Linked DNA regions of Mus musculus: all the other regions are linked to region 4. The links are chromatin contacts, called in public HiChIP or PLAC-seq maps. All regions are on one chromosome and are shown on one strand. The core of a region is the stretch at or near the end of the contact, and the rest is flanking DNA. Distances in the headings are between cores, read along the strand shown. Region 1 overlaps Iqce (IQ motif containing E). Region 2 holds the start of Amz1 (archaelysin family metallopeptidase 1). Region 3 overlaps Card11 (caspase recruitment domain family, member 11). Region 4 overlaps Foxk1 (forkhead box K1). Region 5 has its middle 12 kb from the start of Gm38729.

The links. HiChIP or PLAC-seq counts read pairs in DNA pulled down with a chosen protein or histone mark.
Region 1: a contact with region 4 is called in an H3K27ac HiChIP or PLAC-seq map of large pre-B cells, with 4 times the contacts expected there. The contact joins two enhancer-like sites. A contact is called at or near these places in 1 of 39 promoter capture datasets (hippocampal neurons) and 4 of 115 datasets of contacts at active chromatin or transcription factors (T-cell acute lymphoblastic leukemia, embryonic stem cells, large pre-B cells and 1 more).
Region 2: a contact with region 4 is called in an H3K27ac HiChIP or PLAC-seq map of bone marrow-derived dendritic cells, with 9 times the contacts expected there. The contact joins the promoter of Amz1 here to the enhancer-like site in region 4. A contact is called at or near these places in 11 of 39 promoter capture datasets (the 3T3-L1 cell line, 3T3-L1-derived adipocytes, the C10 cell line and 6 more), 5 of 115 datasets of contacts at active chromatin or transcription factors (bone marrow-derived dendritic cells, embryonic stem cells, epiblast stem cells and 2 more) and 1 of 9 other capture datasets (embryonic stem cells).
Region 3: an H3K27ac HiChIP or PLAC-seq map of large pre-B cells shows a contact between it and region 4, with 8 times the contacts expected there. The contact joins two enhancer-like sites. A contact is called at or near these places in 4 of 39 promoter capture datasets (frontonasal cranial neural crest, hippocampal neurons, pre-B cells and 1 more), 1 of 484 Hi-C or Micro-C datasets (pro-B cells), 1 of 115 datasets of contacts at active chromatin or transcription factors (large pre-B cells) and 1 of 9 other capture datasets (embryonic stem cells).
Region 5: an H3K27ac HiChIP or PLAC-seq map of large pre-B cells shows a contact between it and region 4, with 9 times the contacts expected there. The contact joins two enhancer-like sites. A contact is called at or near these places in 1 of 15 datasets of contacts at CTCF or cohesin (large pre-B cells) and 3 of 115 datasets of contacts at active chromatin or transcription factors (T-cell acute lymphoblastic leukemia, bone marrow-derived dendritic cells and large pre-B cells).

Annotation. Positions count from the first base shown.
Region 1 is chr5:140,661,708-140,664,407 of GRCm38.p6, forward strand. Iqce (IQ motif containing E) reads right to left here. Exons shown (of 23, transcript NM_028833.3): 23 at 1,798-2,700. Among named protein-coding and RNA genes, the nearest start is that of Ttyh3, 14 kb to the left of the region's middle. Within about 2 kb of position 1,409, at least 107 of the 459 cell types and tissues checked have an H3K27ac peak or open chromatin away from gene starts, as enhancers often do.
Region 2 is chr5:140,722,825-140,725,524 of GRCm38.p6, forward strand. It overlaps Amz1 (archaelysin family metallopeptidase 1), which reads left to right and starts at 1,303. Exons shown (of 8, transcript NM_173405.2): 1 at 1,303-1,344; 2 at 1,550-1,647.
Region 3 is chr5:140,943,306-140,946,005 of GRCm38.p6, forward strand. All of the region lies in intron 1 of Card11 (caspase recruitment domain family, member 11), which reads right to left. Among named protein-coding and RNA genes, the nearest start is that of Card11, 56 kb to the right of the region's middle. Within about 2 kb of position 1,451, at least 35 of the 459 cell types and tissues checked have an H3K27ac peak or open chromatin away from gene starts, as enhancers often do. A contact at or near this core is called in pro-B cells, where this site is marked.
Region 4 is chr5:142,439,289-142,441,988 of GRCm38.p6, forward strand. All of the region lies in intron 2 of Foxk1 (forkhead box K1), which reads left to right. Among named protein-coding and RNA genes, the nearest start is that of Ap5z1, 23 kb to the right of the region's middle. Within about 2 kb of position 1,358, at least 384 of the 459 cell types and tissues checked have an H3K27ac peak or open chromatin away from gene starts, as enhancers often do. A contact at or near this core is called in bone marrow-derived dendritic cells, embryonic stem cells, epiblast stem cells and 5 more, where this site is marked.
Region 5 is chr5:141,024,463-141,027,162 of GRCm38.p6, forward strand. No RefSeq gene overlaps it. Among named protein-coding and RNA genes, the nearest start is that of Gm38729, 12 kb to the left of the region's middle. Within about 2 kb of position 1,344, at least 16 of the 459 cell types and tissues checked have an H3K27ac peak or open chromatin away from gene starts, as enhancers often do.

The DNA of each region.
Region 1 (2,700 bases), core at 159-2,658, 1.8 Mb before region 4:
TAAGAACCTCAGGAGAGGGCCACAGGCTCCATGTCAGCCAGCCGTCTCTGGCCCTCAGAGCTTCCGAGCCACCCAGGAACGTATGGCTTCCCCCTCCCCAAGGAGGAATTTGCAATTAGTTTGACCAGGATATACTGGAATTTTTATTTAGATCTCAAAGTTGAGAGTGCTTTCCCGGGAAGGTATTTATAGGTTTAAAGACATCTGTTCTGCTCCAATCTTCCCTCTTTTTCTAATGATTGGTCTCTTCACAGAGAGGGCTCTGTCTCTGTGAGACTGAAGGCACAGTCCTCTCTCCCCTCCTCGGGAGACAAAAATAGACATTTATCAGACAGAATCCAGCCGGCACCTGCAGTCAGGGTCATTCAGGCACAGTCGCTCCTTGAAACTGAAATGAGTGGACCTACAAAAAGCTCCCATGTGCTGTGGGGTTTTACACAAACGCCAGGCACAGGGCCCTGGGAAATTAGTTCTGGTTACCCATCAGGCGGCCTACAGGGACTGTGGTCTTGGTGGCTTCAAGCCCCTCTGAATGTGGCATGACCATGCGGTCATACTGCATTAAGACTGCACCTTTGGGGTTGGAGGTGTGGCTCAGTGGTAGAGTAACAAAAGAAGGACCTGGGCCCCATCCCCGGCGCCATATAAAAAAAGCTCACTACAGAGTCTGATTCCGATCTCCGCAGGTTTGCTCCCACCCACACGCAGCTCACTGATGTCTGTTTTGCTAGTTTTGGGAAGCCTGGTTTGTATCAGCCTCCTCTCTGTGCTTCCTCCTCAGCTGCATCTGGTGGGTGGAGGTGAAACAAGGGGAGCAGAGGGGAGCAGAGTTTCCCAGATCTTGCTTTTTTTTTTCATAGGGGCAGCATCTTCAAGGAGGATGGCTCCAGTCTGTTCCTGGCTTTTGAGGTCCCTGCTGGCTTCCTGTGCACTCTCCAGAGAGGCTCAGAGCCTCAGGCAAGCGCGTGTGTAAACGTGAGCGGTGTGCGTAGCCTTTCACTTTTTCAGCTCTGCGCACAGGTCAGCTACAGCAGTGAGTGAGGCCTCGGTCAGCAGACTGACAGCCACCCATCGGGCGGGGTCACAAAGCGAGCACGGGCTCTTTTAGAGATGAGCTACCTACCAGCCTACACAGAAGGCTCACTCCTGCTCTTTAAGCACAAGGTGATGTGGAGCTGTTGCTGTGGAAATCAGGGCACAGTGACGTCACTGACCCAGCTCTGCACATACCTGGGCCTCCTTTGGTTCTGAATGCTGAGGTCAGAGGTCCTTACAAAGGTCTCCACTCCTACTCACCCCCAGGGATGAAGTTTGCTGCTTCTTAAGGCCCCACTGCCAGTCCACAGCTGGCTGCGTCCAAGACCAGCACACTCCCAGAGGGCTTGGCCCAACCCACAGCCTCTACTCTTCTTCCTCTTTCCTCGACCCACCCCCCACCCTACCACAGTCCCTGGCAATTGGCATATACCTCACCCCTCAGTAGTTTTTGTTTTGCCAATGGCCCTGGCTGGCCAGTCAGGCTTGGAGAACTTGTGCCTACACAACCAAGCCAAGCACAAGGACTCTTGTCTTACAGATCAGGTGCCGTTCAGGCCGGCAGGACTTCCAGTTCCCACATCGGCTCCTGGAGAAGTCAGCGGGAGCTCACTGTACTGCCCCTGCACCCCAGATAGGCTACCACGCCCCCCTCCCCCGGGCACTTTCTCTGATGCAGACAGCCAGGGGCAGTCTGCTCTGGCAATGGCGCGTGGGTGGAGAGCACAGAACACAGGACGGACACCTGCCAAAGGCAGAGGCTTCAGGCTTCACCCTCATTTACTGGGGCAGCTTCAAGACAGGCTTTGCCTTTAATAGATGAGCTGCTACACCAAAGGATGGGAAGGCTACAGCTTTCCTGTGTTTCAGAGGCAGGTTCTTAGAAAACCCAAGTGCGGGGGCTGATCAGACCTCATTGCCCACTGGCCAGGCTGGGTGCACAGGTTGGCCCTGCAGCTAGAGTGCCATCTTGCATAACCCCTTCCTGAGGTGGAGCACCCCCCCCCAGGTGAAGGGGGTGAAAACACCCCACCCTGACTGTTTGCTCACTCGGAACACTCAATGCACAGATGGCTGCAGTTAAATAAGGGAGGGGACAGAGCAGTGGCACATGGACACTCCTGGCCCCGGGAAAGGTACAGGCACATGAGGGCCACCTGTAGCCGCCGTCTTGTGTCTTAGTGGGTGGTGTCTGAGGCTTTAAGGGGTGGCAGCAATCACAGGGAACACAGCCAAGTTCTGACAAGGAAGCAGATCTACAGAGGGCTCCAGGCGGCTGCTATGTGAGTAAAGTTACCACCAGTTCACTGAGAAACTACCTTGGCAGGCAGCCTCCAGGCCATGGCTGCGTTGTGTTTTGCCCCCTGGTGGAGAAAAATGGGAGGCAGCTGTCCCTGGTCCCATCAGAGTATTAGGGGTGCTTAAACCTTCCAGGAGCAGGTAGACAAAGCTGGGCCCTCCCTCTTCCTGGTCTCTAACTGGCAAGCCCAGCTCACTTCCTGAACGTCCTATCAGGCAAGTGTTTTGTAGAGAAGGGTGCCAGGAACTAAATGGTCCCCAAAAGCAAACCTCTTGGGGGTCCCCACTGGTCTACTCCAAGAAAGAACCTTATTAGGTTTTCCTTGAGACAAATCTCAGTTCTATGGGACCAGGAAGTTCCATCTC
Region 2 (2,700 bases), core at 53-2,552, 1.7 Mb before region 4:
CGGTCCCCTTAACCACCGATCGAGCTTCCCCACCTTGGCTTTTGAGACAAGGTCTTTCTCATTCAACTCTGTTTTCACCGGGTTGGTTAGACTGACCATCAGTGAGCTCTGTTGGACTCTGTACTGGGATCACATGGGGACCAAGCTTACAGCACCCTAGCCTTTGGGGGGTGGAGGGGGACAAGCTAGACTCCATTCAATCCACATTACAATGTAGCATCATCAGCCTAGAGTCCCCAGAGTCAGTGACGTTCAGTGACTTTGCCTCCCACCTTGCCCCGGGCTTCCCACTGACCAACCTCATTCTGCAAATATTCCTCCCTGTGTAACCGTTCGTCTCTTTAGTTTATAAATCAGTGTCCATGTGTGTGCGTGCACCACGTGTATTTAGATCTTCTGGAGGAGCAGTGGACCCTCAGCCTCTCTCCTGTTTCTCCACACTATCTTTTGAGACAGGCTCTCAACTGAACCTGGAGCTCCCAGGCTAGGTTGGCTGGCTTGTAAGCCCCAGGGATTTCTCCGCCCCTGCTTCCCCGGCTCTGGAATTATAAGGGCGTACTCCTGCATCTGCCTTTTATGTAGGTGCTACGAGGTCTGGATTTGAGTCCTCATGCCTATGTGGAAATCACTTTACAGACAGAACCATAGATCTGTCATCTTTTATTGTCCAAAATGAGCCAGGAGAGAGGCCTGGGCAGAAGGGTGAGAAAAGACTTCTGATAGGAGCCAGGCAAGGAACAGTGCAGGATGCGTGGAGTCAGGGAGAGGAGATGAGCAGGGTGCTGAGCGAGTGGTCGTCTAAGGGGTACCCAGCATCCCCTCCTGGTCTCAAGTCTCAAAGAAGATGGATGGAGGGCCTTGATTCTCAGAAGACTGTTAGCTGACCTCCCTAGGACAGGGCCTTCTGAGGGGATTTGGGGAAACTGAGTCAGCCCCAGACCTCATCCTCCGTAAACCTACATTATAGACAACACTGTAGCCCCAGCCATCATCAGCACGGAGTGATTATGCCAGGAGGTTTGTTGAATGACTGAATGACCTAAGTCTGCTCCTGTGCCAGGCAGCCTAGAACCCCCTTCATGAGGTGTAAGCCTAGGCCACTCGTGGGACACTCCCCTGTTTGTGCCAGAGGCGGAGGACACAGAGACCTCCCATCTCGCCCCCTCTGTGGGACCCTCTTCCCCACACACATCAGTTCCTGTCAGAGCCAAGATGTGTCGCCATGGAAACTGCTTGGCAAAGGCTGGCAGGCAGAGGCGGCCAGCAGCCGCTCACACTACCCAGCTCCTGGCGGCACCCGTTGAAGTGACACGAGCGTGCCTGGCGGTGTGTGGCATGTGTGCGGTAAGTGAGGGCTTGGGTAGGCACATAAGTGTTTGTGTGATGTGTGTCAGAGGTGGTCTGGGAGTGTGTGCTCTTGTGTGTGCATACATGTGCATGTGTGTCAACAGGGTGAACTGTGGCCGTATGCATGCGCTCTGGGTGTGATGGCTGCTGGGTGCGCACAGTGATGGGAAATAGAGGACTGATGGGGATGTGTGCACTACAGGCTGGGTGTCACTAGGTGAAGGACCAGACCAAGGTGCCCTGCAGTTGCTGTCCCCACCCTCGAAGTGGACCTCCTAGCCAAAGACAGCCACGGCTCAGGTAATTATCCGTCAGAAGGAGTGCATGACTGGAGGGCTTCTGGGAGGCGGCAGCTACTGGGAGTCAGGCAGGTGAAGGGGAGAAGAGCAGTTATCTAGGTACAGCCTGGAGTCTGGGAGTGATGAAGAAAGACTGGAAAAGAGGAGAGACAGCCAGTAGGGATGAATAAGGTTGGCTTGCACTCAAATTTTAAAAGGCCATCTTCCTAGAATGGGGGTGCCAGAAAAGGCACCCACAGAGGTGGCACATGGGGTGAGAGGACAAACGGCTGGGACAGACAGAGCCAGGTGGCTAGGAAGCTTTGATGCTCCAGGGACAAGATGGGGCTTTCTCGTGAGACTAAGGGACACCTGAGGATCTTGCTGTGCAGGAGGACTGGGCTTGAACGGAGAGAGGTCAGGTGGAGCCAGCTGTGCTGGGCAGTCGGGAGAAAAAAATATATATATATATGGAGGTTGACCAGATGTTTCAAAGTGAGTGCAAGCCTGTGGGTAGGGTAGAGGAGTGTCTGGGAGGCATGCAACTTCTGCAGTGTGAGAGCATATAAAGAGAAGTTTGGGTCCCCAGGGTCTTGTCCCCAGGATCTGAGGACAGTACCATGCTCTCCATGTGCTACTTGTTCTCTATCCTTGTAGCCCCCCACCCCAGCTCTTTTATCTATGTGGGGGATGAAGATACTTTGGTGACCCCACCCTCCAGGTGCCTAGAGCCACCAGAAGCCCCAGGGTGGGCTGTTCCCTGGCTCCCAGGCCCATGCTCTCCTGAAGGGAATGCCTGTGCCTCATCCTGCCCCCCCCCTTAGGGTGCATGGACTGCCAAGGTGACAGAGACAGATGTCACTGGGCATGTGGTGGACACGAGGAACAAACCTCCATTTGGGGGTCTTGCTCAGATCCCCCTCTCAGGTGTCTTCCCACACTGGGGGCTACCTGGATGCCACTGCAGGGGTCTGTTGCTGCCAGGCTGCGCCTTGGTTCCTTACAAGCCTGTCCAGGACAACCCTGTCTTCTGGGGGTTCCTTCTCCCGCTAGCACCCACTCCTACTATACTCTG
Region 3 (2,700 bases), core at 201-2,700, 1.5 Mb before region 4:
TTCAGGTGTAGTGAGAGACCCTGTCTCAGAAAATAAGGTAAGGTCTGGTGAGATGTTGTAGAGGGCTAAAGCATCTACCACCAAGTCTGACAACTTGAACTTGGTCCCTAGGATTCAGAAAGCAGCAGGATCAAGTGAACTCCAGGAAGTTGTTCTCTGACTTCCATATACACAGCGTTACACTCCCCGCCCTCTCTCATAAATGAATGAATGAATGAATAAACAATACAGTTTAGAGCAACTGGAGAAGACACCTGAGGTGGACTTATGACCTCCACATGTACGCACATGTGCACACACACACACACACACACACACACACACACACACACACACATACACACGTAATCACAAACATATAAGTGAACCCCACCCCCAACACACTCAGGATATTTTGTAACTAGGTAGAAATGATGGCTGCAACATTTTGTCAATGTGTGAAATGCTACAAAAATGTTCAAGTTTAACAACAGTGGTAAATGTTGGGTTGGGGGAGATGGCTCAGTTAGTAAAGTCCACGGACATGATTGTGTTTGTGTGTAGCCTAGCTTGATGCAGGACAGTGAAAGGCTCTCCTAAACATCCCCCCCCCACGCACACACACACACACACACACACACACACACAAACAAGGTGAGAGGCTGAAGAGGTGGCTCGGAGGTTATGAGTGGATGGATCTTACCTTTGCAGAAGACCCAGTACCCATATTGAGTGGCTCACAACCAACTGTAACCTACGTTCCAGGGGACCGGATACTCCCCTTTTTTTTGCTCTCTGATAAATGTGCACACAGAAAGACAAAAATGGATAAAAGGAGATGGTGGGTTTTAGGCTTTATAAATGTCACCTCTATAAACGAAAATAAAGGCAGCTACAATTTTCAGAGCTTGTGGGAGCAGGTACCAGGTACAATTTCTAGTGGACTCCGTCCCCAAGACAACCTGGCCACAAGTATCTGTTTTTGGTTCAAGACACAGAGAATGAGAGAGAGGATGCTGTGAGTAAGGGAATTGAATGCTGGGATTTGTGCCCAGGAGAAAGCCCTATAGCTTGTCAAACCTGAGGGTCCCTGGAGGAAGGGAAGGTGGAGAACCTGGAATTGTGGGAGGGACTTTAGTGGGATGCTGGGGGCAGGGCAAAGTTAAGTCAGATGGGAGAATAAAACACAGCGCGTGCGTGCGCGTGCGTGCGTGTGCATGTCTGTATGTGTGCATGTGTACACACTCTCAAGTGTGTGTGTAGAGGGGGATGTTGCACTGGGGAGTGGGCCAGACGGCAACTAGGGCTTTTAAGAGAAAGGGGAACAAGAACTCAGTTTTATTTAGCACAAACAGGTGCAGGGGTGGGAGAGGGAAAGAGAAACGAAGAAAGGAAACACAGAGAAGGGAGGCCGTGGGGGCTGGGATGGGGTGGCGGGGGGTGGGGTGGGGCTGTGTGGGTGACAGGGCTAGCCAGCCAAGGAAGGCCATAGCTAACTCAGATTACACACATCCCTCCTGCAGAGAGCTGTGGAGAGCTACCGAGACCACGAGACACTTGAACAGAATTTGAGTAATTTCCCGGAGACCTGCTCACCGGCTTTGAAGCCACTGGTGATCTTGAAACTTCAAAACAAAGCAAAACAAAACAAAACAAAACAAAACTTTGATTCACTCTTTCCACCCATCCGAGCACAGTGAGAGGTGTTGAGCTACTGATACTCCCATTTTCCTTCTTTCTCAAGGCAGAGACACCCTCTTCTTCCCTTTAATGACCTACGTATACTGTAAAAGTGTCTTTAAATGTCATTGTTGGGAAAACGTTTAGGTCCTTTCTTATTTTCTTTATTGGAATATTAGATCACTGGGCATGGTGGCACATGCCTTTTATTCCAGCATGGGGAGACAGAGGCAGGTGGATCTCTGTGAGTTCAAGGCCAGCCTAGTCTACATTGTGAGTTCAAGGCCAACCAGAGCTACATAGCGATAAGAGACAGAGAAAAGGAGGGAGGGGGAGAGAGAGAGAGAGAGAGAGAGAGAGAGAGAGAGAGAGAGAGAGAGAGAGAGAGAATCAGTAAACAGAAGATCATATACTTTACTGGAGGTGAGTGAACTTGGGACCCCATGCGTAGGGACTACTTCTGACTTCCTGACATGACGCTGAATGACAGCAAGTAGCCTTTCACGCGTGTGCCAGTGATAAGACCCTAAATAACGAAAGAAGTCTGTTGGCAGTCCACTCCGAAGCTGCCCATCAGCCTGACTGGGCTCAGGGCTGTGGCACATGCTCTTCCTGTCTCTCAGTCTTTTTACCTTTCTGTCTGGAACGTCAGTGTGTCTACCCAGTGAGCCAGATCTGATGGTTTACAGTGAGCTTCAGGGTGGGTTCTACCTGGAGGTGACACTAAAACCCTCTACACAACACTGTGACTTTGTATGGCACGGATGTACTGTGTGTTTATTTCAAATGTGCCTCTAAGCCCTGCTGGCTTTCTCTCTCTCTCTTTCTTCCTTCCTTCCTTCCTTCCTTCCTTCCTTCCTTCCTTCCTTCCTTTCTTTCTTTCTTTCTTTCTTTCTTTCTTTCTTTCTTTCTTTCTTTCTCTCTCTCTCTCTCTCTATCTCTCCTTCCTTCCTTCCTTCCTTCCTTCCTTCCTTCCTTCCTTCTTCCCTTCCTTTGTTCTTTCTTTCTCTCTTGTGTTCTTTTGCTCTCTCTTTTTTTCAT
Region 4 (2,700 bases), core at 108-2,607:
TTAAGAAAGTTGTAGCCTTTCTGTTATTTACATGGGAAATCATGTGGCTTTGAGCAAGCACACGACACTCACATGAGAAACAGGTGGGGCAGCCCTAAAAGCATGTTCAGGGCCAGCCTGGGCTACTGAGTAGGACCAAAATGAGCCTGGGCAACAAGTGGTACCCTGTCATCCTGTAATAAGAAGAGGACCTGGATGAGTTCAGGGGTAGACACTTTAGGGGCCTGAAAGGGGCCCTAGGTTAGCCCGGCATGGCATGGTGGCACACACCTGAAATCCCAGCACTTGGGAGCTGAGGCCAGAGGGTCACATCAAGGCCAGCCGGCTACGTTATTTGTTATAGAAACACCAGGACTATATAGTGAGGCCTCATCTCCAAACAAACAAACAAACAAACAAAGGCTCTTGGTTCAATATCCAGTACTAGGTAGGGTACGTGATTGTGGGATTGAATAGTGTAGTTTTTTGTGTTGTTTGTTTGTTTTTGAGACAGGATCTCACTTTGTAACTCTGGAATTCACTACATAGGCTGGCCTCAATTATCCTGTGTGCGTCTGCCTCCCCAGAGCTGGGGCTAAAGGCACAAGCATGCCTGGCTTCAACGTTTCTCATTGACAATACAAAGAAAAAGTGGTGCGTGCTGGGAGTGGGGCTGGTTGGTGGAGCGCTGCTTGCCAAGAAAGCCTGCAAGATCCTGAGCACTGATAACAGCAGACGCAGTGGCCCATGGCAGCCCCAGCTCTGGGCAGGTGGAGGCTGGAGGATCAAAAGCCGTGTGTAATACCCCAGCTACATGAGACCCTGTCTCAAAAACAAAACAGCAGCCAGCTGGCTAAGACACTGAGTGATCATAGGTCGGGTGTAGAGTGGCTTTTGGTCAGGTGGCACAGTGGCTGTAAAGACCTCCCCCTCTCCCCGAACCCCCGCCCAGCAGTTGGTGCTTTGGTGTCCCCAGTGCTCCCTTGGAGTCCCGACTTTGTGTCTGCCACATTCCTGGTACTGCTGGGAGGGGGCAGGCCCTTGGCTCCTCCTGAGTTCCCACGGGTGCGTGGTCACTCTGTCCGCAGTCGCTGTTGACAGTGGCTTGGGACTTGCTCTGGACTCCCTGGGCCTTTAAGTGTCACAACAAAAGATCTCTGTTGACATCCGTTTATCTCCACACTGAGGAATTCCATTGAGCTTTTGTAAAGCTCAGCGGCCGGCCGCTGGAGGTTCGCCTGCCAAGACTTTCTCAGTTTGAGTTTCTGTGTAGGGGTGGAGCCCACGTGTTTACAAACACGCCCTGCCCTTCCTCTCCCAGGCAGCGGGAGCCAGGGTGGGGCAGGCTTGGGGAAAGGGTTTGACTTCCCAGCCCGCAGCAGTGGGCCCCGCCCTGCTCAGTCTGCTTGCCTAATTTGGTGAGCTTTGCTAGCGGGTCCCTATTGGCCGACCTGGGCACCGAAGGCTTGGGGACCTCCCAGCTGTGGCTCCTCCCTCCATGGAGCGGATCCCAGGGTTCGGTACCTTTGCCTCACTCCACCCCCCCCCCACCCCCCCCCCACCAGGCTGGCTTCAGTTTGTTGGGTGGCTCCTTATTTCCCAGGGCGGGTTGTTCCGCTGTGGTTTTGAGTTGTGTGTATGTTGGGTTTTTTTGGGGGGGCTGTCCCTGCCTGCAGGGCTCCGCCCAGCAGATGAATGAGCTCTTTGAAAGAAACTGCAGCTTCGGCAGTGTTTTGACCTTTCTTTCTGTGAAGAGCAAGTGATTTAGGAAAACAGGGAGCTGGTTAATCATTTGCTGAGGCTACTGAGGCTAAAGCAGGCTCCGTGGGACTACACTTCAGCAGACTGCCATAGCAGCCATGAAAGTAGCCTGTGGGTCCCAGCACCAGGCATTTACCAGGAATCCCTGCACCCAGGGCGCTGAGGCAGGAAGATTGCAGATCTGAGGCCAGCCTGTCTGGCTGAAACTGGGAACTCAGGGTTCGCTTCTGTTACAGACCCTGTCCCAAAATTAAGATGGAAAGGCTGGTGGGATGGCTCAGTGAGTAAAGGAAGGTGCTCCCTCCCGAGCCTGAAGACCTGAGCTCAGTCCCGAAGCCGCATGGTGGAGGGGAGAGCTGAGTCCCTAAAGTTGCCGTCTTCCACACCCAGGCTGTGCAGTGCCGTGCCCGCCCCCTGCATGTACACGTGTAGCAAAGGTTAGCAGTGGTGATGTGAATGAAGGGAAGTCGGCATCAGAGAACTGGCCCCCTTAGTCATGGAGCTGTAGTACAGTTCTACTTTACTGCGGGCTAGGGCTAGCTCAGTCTCCTGTGCTCTCGGAGATTTGCGTTTGGAGAGCACCCCAGTCTGCATCAGAAGTCTAGCACCCCACCGAGCCCCGCCCCTCCCCTCCCCACCCCAACCCACTCCCAGCCTTAGTTTCACTTGCTTGTGGTTTCAGTTATGCACAGTCCAAAAATACCAAGTGGAAAACTGCAGAAAATGAGCAAGTTACAAGTCTTCAATCAAGTGCAGCGCTGCATAGCTCCTCCCCTGTGTGTGACTCCCTGCCCAGTGTATCTGGTGGGTGGCTGGATTACCCAGTCTGCACTGTGGGCTGGGGATGAAGCCCCATGGTAGATCACTTAACCTGGCATGCATCAGTACTGGGAGAGGGCGGGGAGGGTCAAATTCAGGCGTGCCAAAGACCAGCAGCACAGCAAGTTCTGCCGGTAAGTT
Region 5 (2,700 bases), core at 94-2,593, 1.4 Mb before region 4:
GGAATATGCACACATATGCACATATGATAAAAAGGGAGTGAAGAAATCTGTAGACACCCAAATAGAGTCCTTTCCCAAGTTCATATTCACCGGAATCTCAGAAAAGGTTAGGGTTTGAATCTGACCAGCTCAGCAGCTTTCACGCTGGCCTCTTGGTCCCCAGCAGGTGGCGCTGTTCTGAAGGCTTGTAACCCTGAGTGGCAGATATAGTTTGGGTTGGACTTTTGGAAGTTACAATCACCCTTGGTCCTGAAGAGTTCTCTGTCTTTCCTGGTTCACTGTGATATGAACAGCAGCTCCTTCTCACACACACTGCCGCCATGCCTGCCTGCCATGATGAGCTGAAATCCCTCAGAAGCCCTGAGGTAAAATAAAAGGCCCCTTTAAGTTGTTTCCAGCAGGTATTTTGTCACAGTGGCGCAGAAGCAACTACTACAGTAAATTCGCCAGAAAATAGGGTGTTTGTAGTTGCTACTAGGGTGAAGGTCTTGAGATAACATGATCTTAGATTTAGGGTAGGACCCACCATGTTGCAGGATATTTGATCACATGATGAAAAACAAGATTGCATTAGTTACTGAAAAAAAAATCTTGTTGTGGTGTGGCTCAGCCCTAGCACACACCTTTAATCTAAGAGCTAAAGTCAACCATAGGTCGAGAGGCAGAGCAAGCAAACATGCTGATGGGGAGTGAACGTAGTGAGCAGAGAGGAAGGTCTTTGAAAGCAAAGATATTTAAGACAGTGTGGAGCAGGAGGAGGAGCCTTTTCCTTCTGGGATGTCGGGTGCTTCCTTTGCCTTTCTGGGCTATCGGGCATTCACCACAGTGTCTGGCTCCTGGATCTTTATTGATAAAATCAAATGACTGGGGTTTTTGTTTATAAAACACCACTACCATAAATCCAAATATAAGTATGATGGTTAATTGCTGTTTTGAGTCAGGGTATCTCTATCTGTCTAGACCAGGTTTGTCTTGATCTCACAGATCTGCTTACTACTTCCTCCTGAGTGCTGGGATTAGAGGTGTGCATCACCATGCCCAGAGATGCTCAGATTAGAGGTGTGCATCACCATGCCCAGAGATGCTCAGATTAGAGGTGTGCACCACCATGCCCAGTGATGCTCAGCATCGATCATCAGCTTGATAGGAACTGGAGTCACCCAGGAGACAGGCCTCTGGGGAGGTCACTTAGGGAAATTTAGACTGAGAAAACTGTGGAAGGAAGGCACACCCTCACCATGAGCAGCTTCACACTTCTGGCTGCCATTCCAGACTGAATAAAGAGGAGAAAGCCTGCTGTTCTTTGTTTTCTGGTTGTGGTTGCAATGTAACCAGCAGCTTCACGCATCTGCAACCAAGAGGAACCGTAAGCTAAGACAGACTCTTCCTTCCTCACACCACCTCATCAGGTGTCCTGTCACAGCTAAAAGGGGAGAAAATGATGGGCTTGCTTAAAAGAGCCCAATGCAGAGAAACACAGGTGAGAGGCAGAAGCCACACATACATACACATTTGCACATCTCAGAACCAGTCCCAAGAATTTTCTGTTCATAGAGTGTCATGAAGCCGGCTGCCCCATAGGATCAGGGAATTTACCCTGACAATACTTTTATCTCAGACTTCTGGCTCTCAGAACACTGAGAGACTTTGCTTCACTTTGTGTGAACTTGTGGCAGTCCAGGAACAAAATCCTCTGCTCCAGAGAGAATCACACCGCAGTCATTGAAAGGGTAGATGCCAGCATTTGATGCTTACCAAAGCACTCGTTTTTCTTCTATACTAGATGGTTTACTGGGTTACATACAGTATGTGGTGGTTGGCTTTAATTTTCAACTGAATACAACTTAGAGTCACCTGGGGAGGGAGCCTCAATGAAGTGTTGTCCAGATTAGGTTGGCCTCTGAATATGTCTGTGGGAGATTGTCTTGATTATGTTAATTGATGTGAAAAGACCCAGCCCACCGTGGACGGCACCATCCCCTAGTTTTGAGCCCTAAACTGCGTAAGAGTAGAGACCACTAGCTGAATCTCCACTGATGGATTTCCCAGATCAGATTTGGCCTGAGGACAGATCTGTGGGGAATCGTCTTGGTTGTTAATCGATGTAGGAGGGCCCAACCTACACTAAGTGGCACCATTTTTAAGTATGTGGTTTTGGGGTATATACGAAAGCTAGTTAAACATGAGCCCAAGGAAGCCAGCAAGCAGTATCCTTCATGATTGGCTGGAGTTCCTGCCCTGACTTCTCTAAGTGATGGACTATGACCTAGAAGAATAAGCCAAATAAACCTTTGATGCCTTAAGTTGGTTTGGTCAGAGTGTCTTATCACCAAAACAGAACGGGAACTGAATGCTACTTCTTGTCTCCTCTGGTTTCGAAGAGCTTCCAGAATCTTCACTGTTCTGTGACATGTGGTTGAATATCTTGATTTTCTACTTTTGCCTCTGAACTCACTTTGTTGTCTGGCTAGTTCATGTTGTCTCATCTTTGGAGTCTCCACTACAACGCTCACCAGTAGAGCATTTGCCCAGGGACTCAGAGAGGGGCTGGGGGCGTGGCTCAGAGGTAGAACCCCTGCCTAGAATCCCCCAGTGAGGGGCAGGGGAGCTTGAGTGTGGCTCAGCAGTAGAGCCCCTGCCTAGAATTCCCCAGTGAAGGGCTGGGGTGTGGTTCAGTGTTGGAGTGCCTGCTTGGGAGGT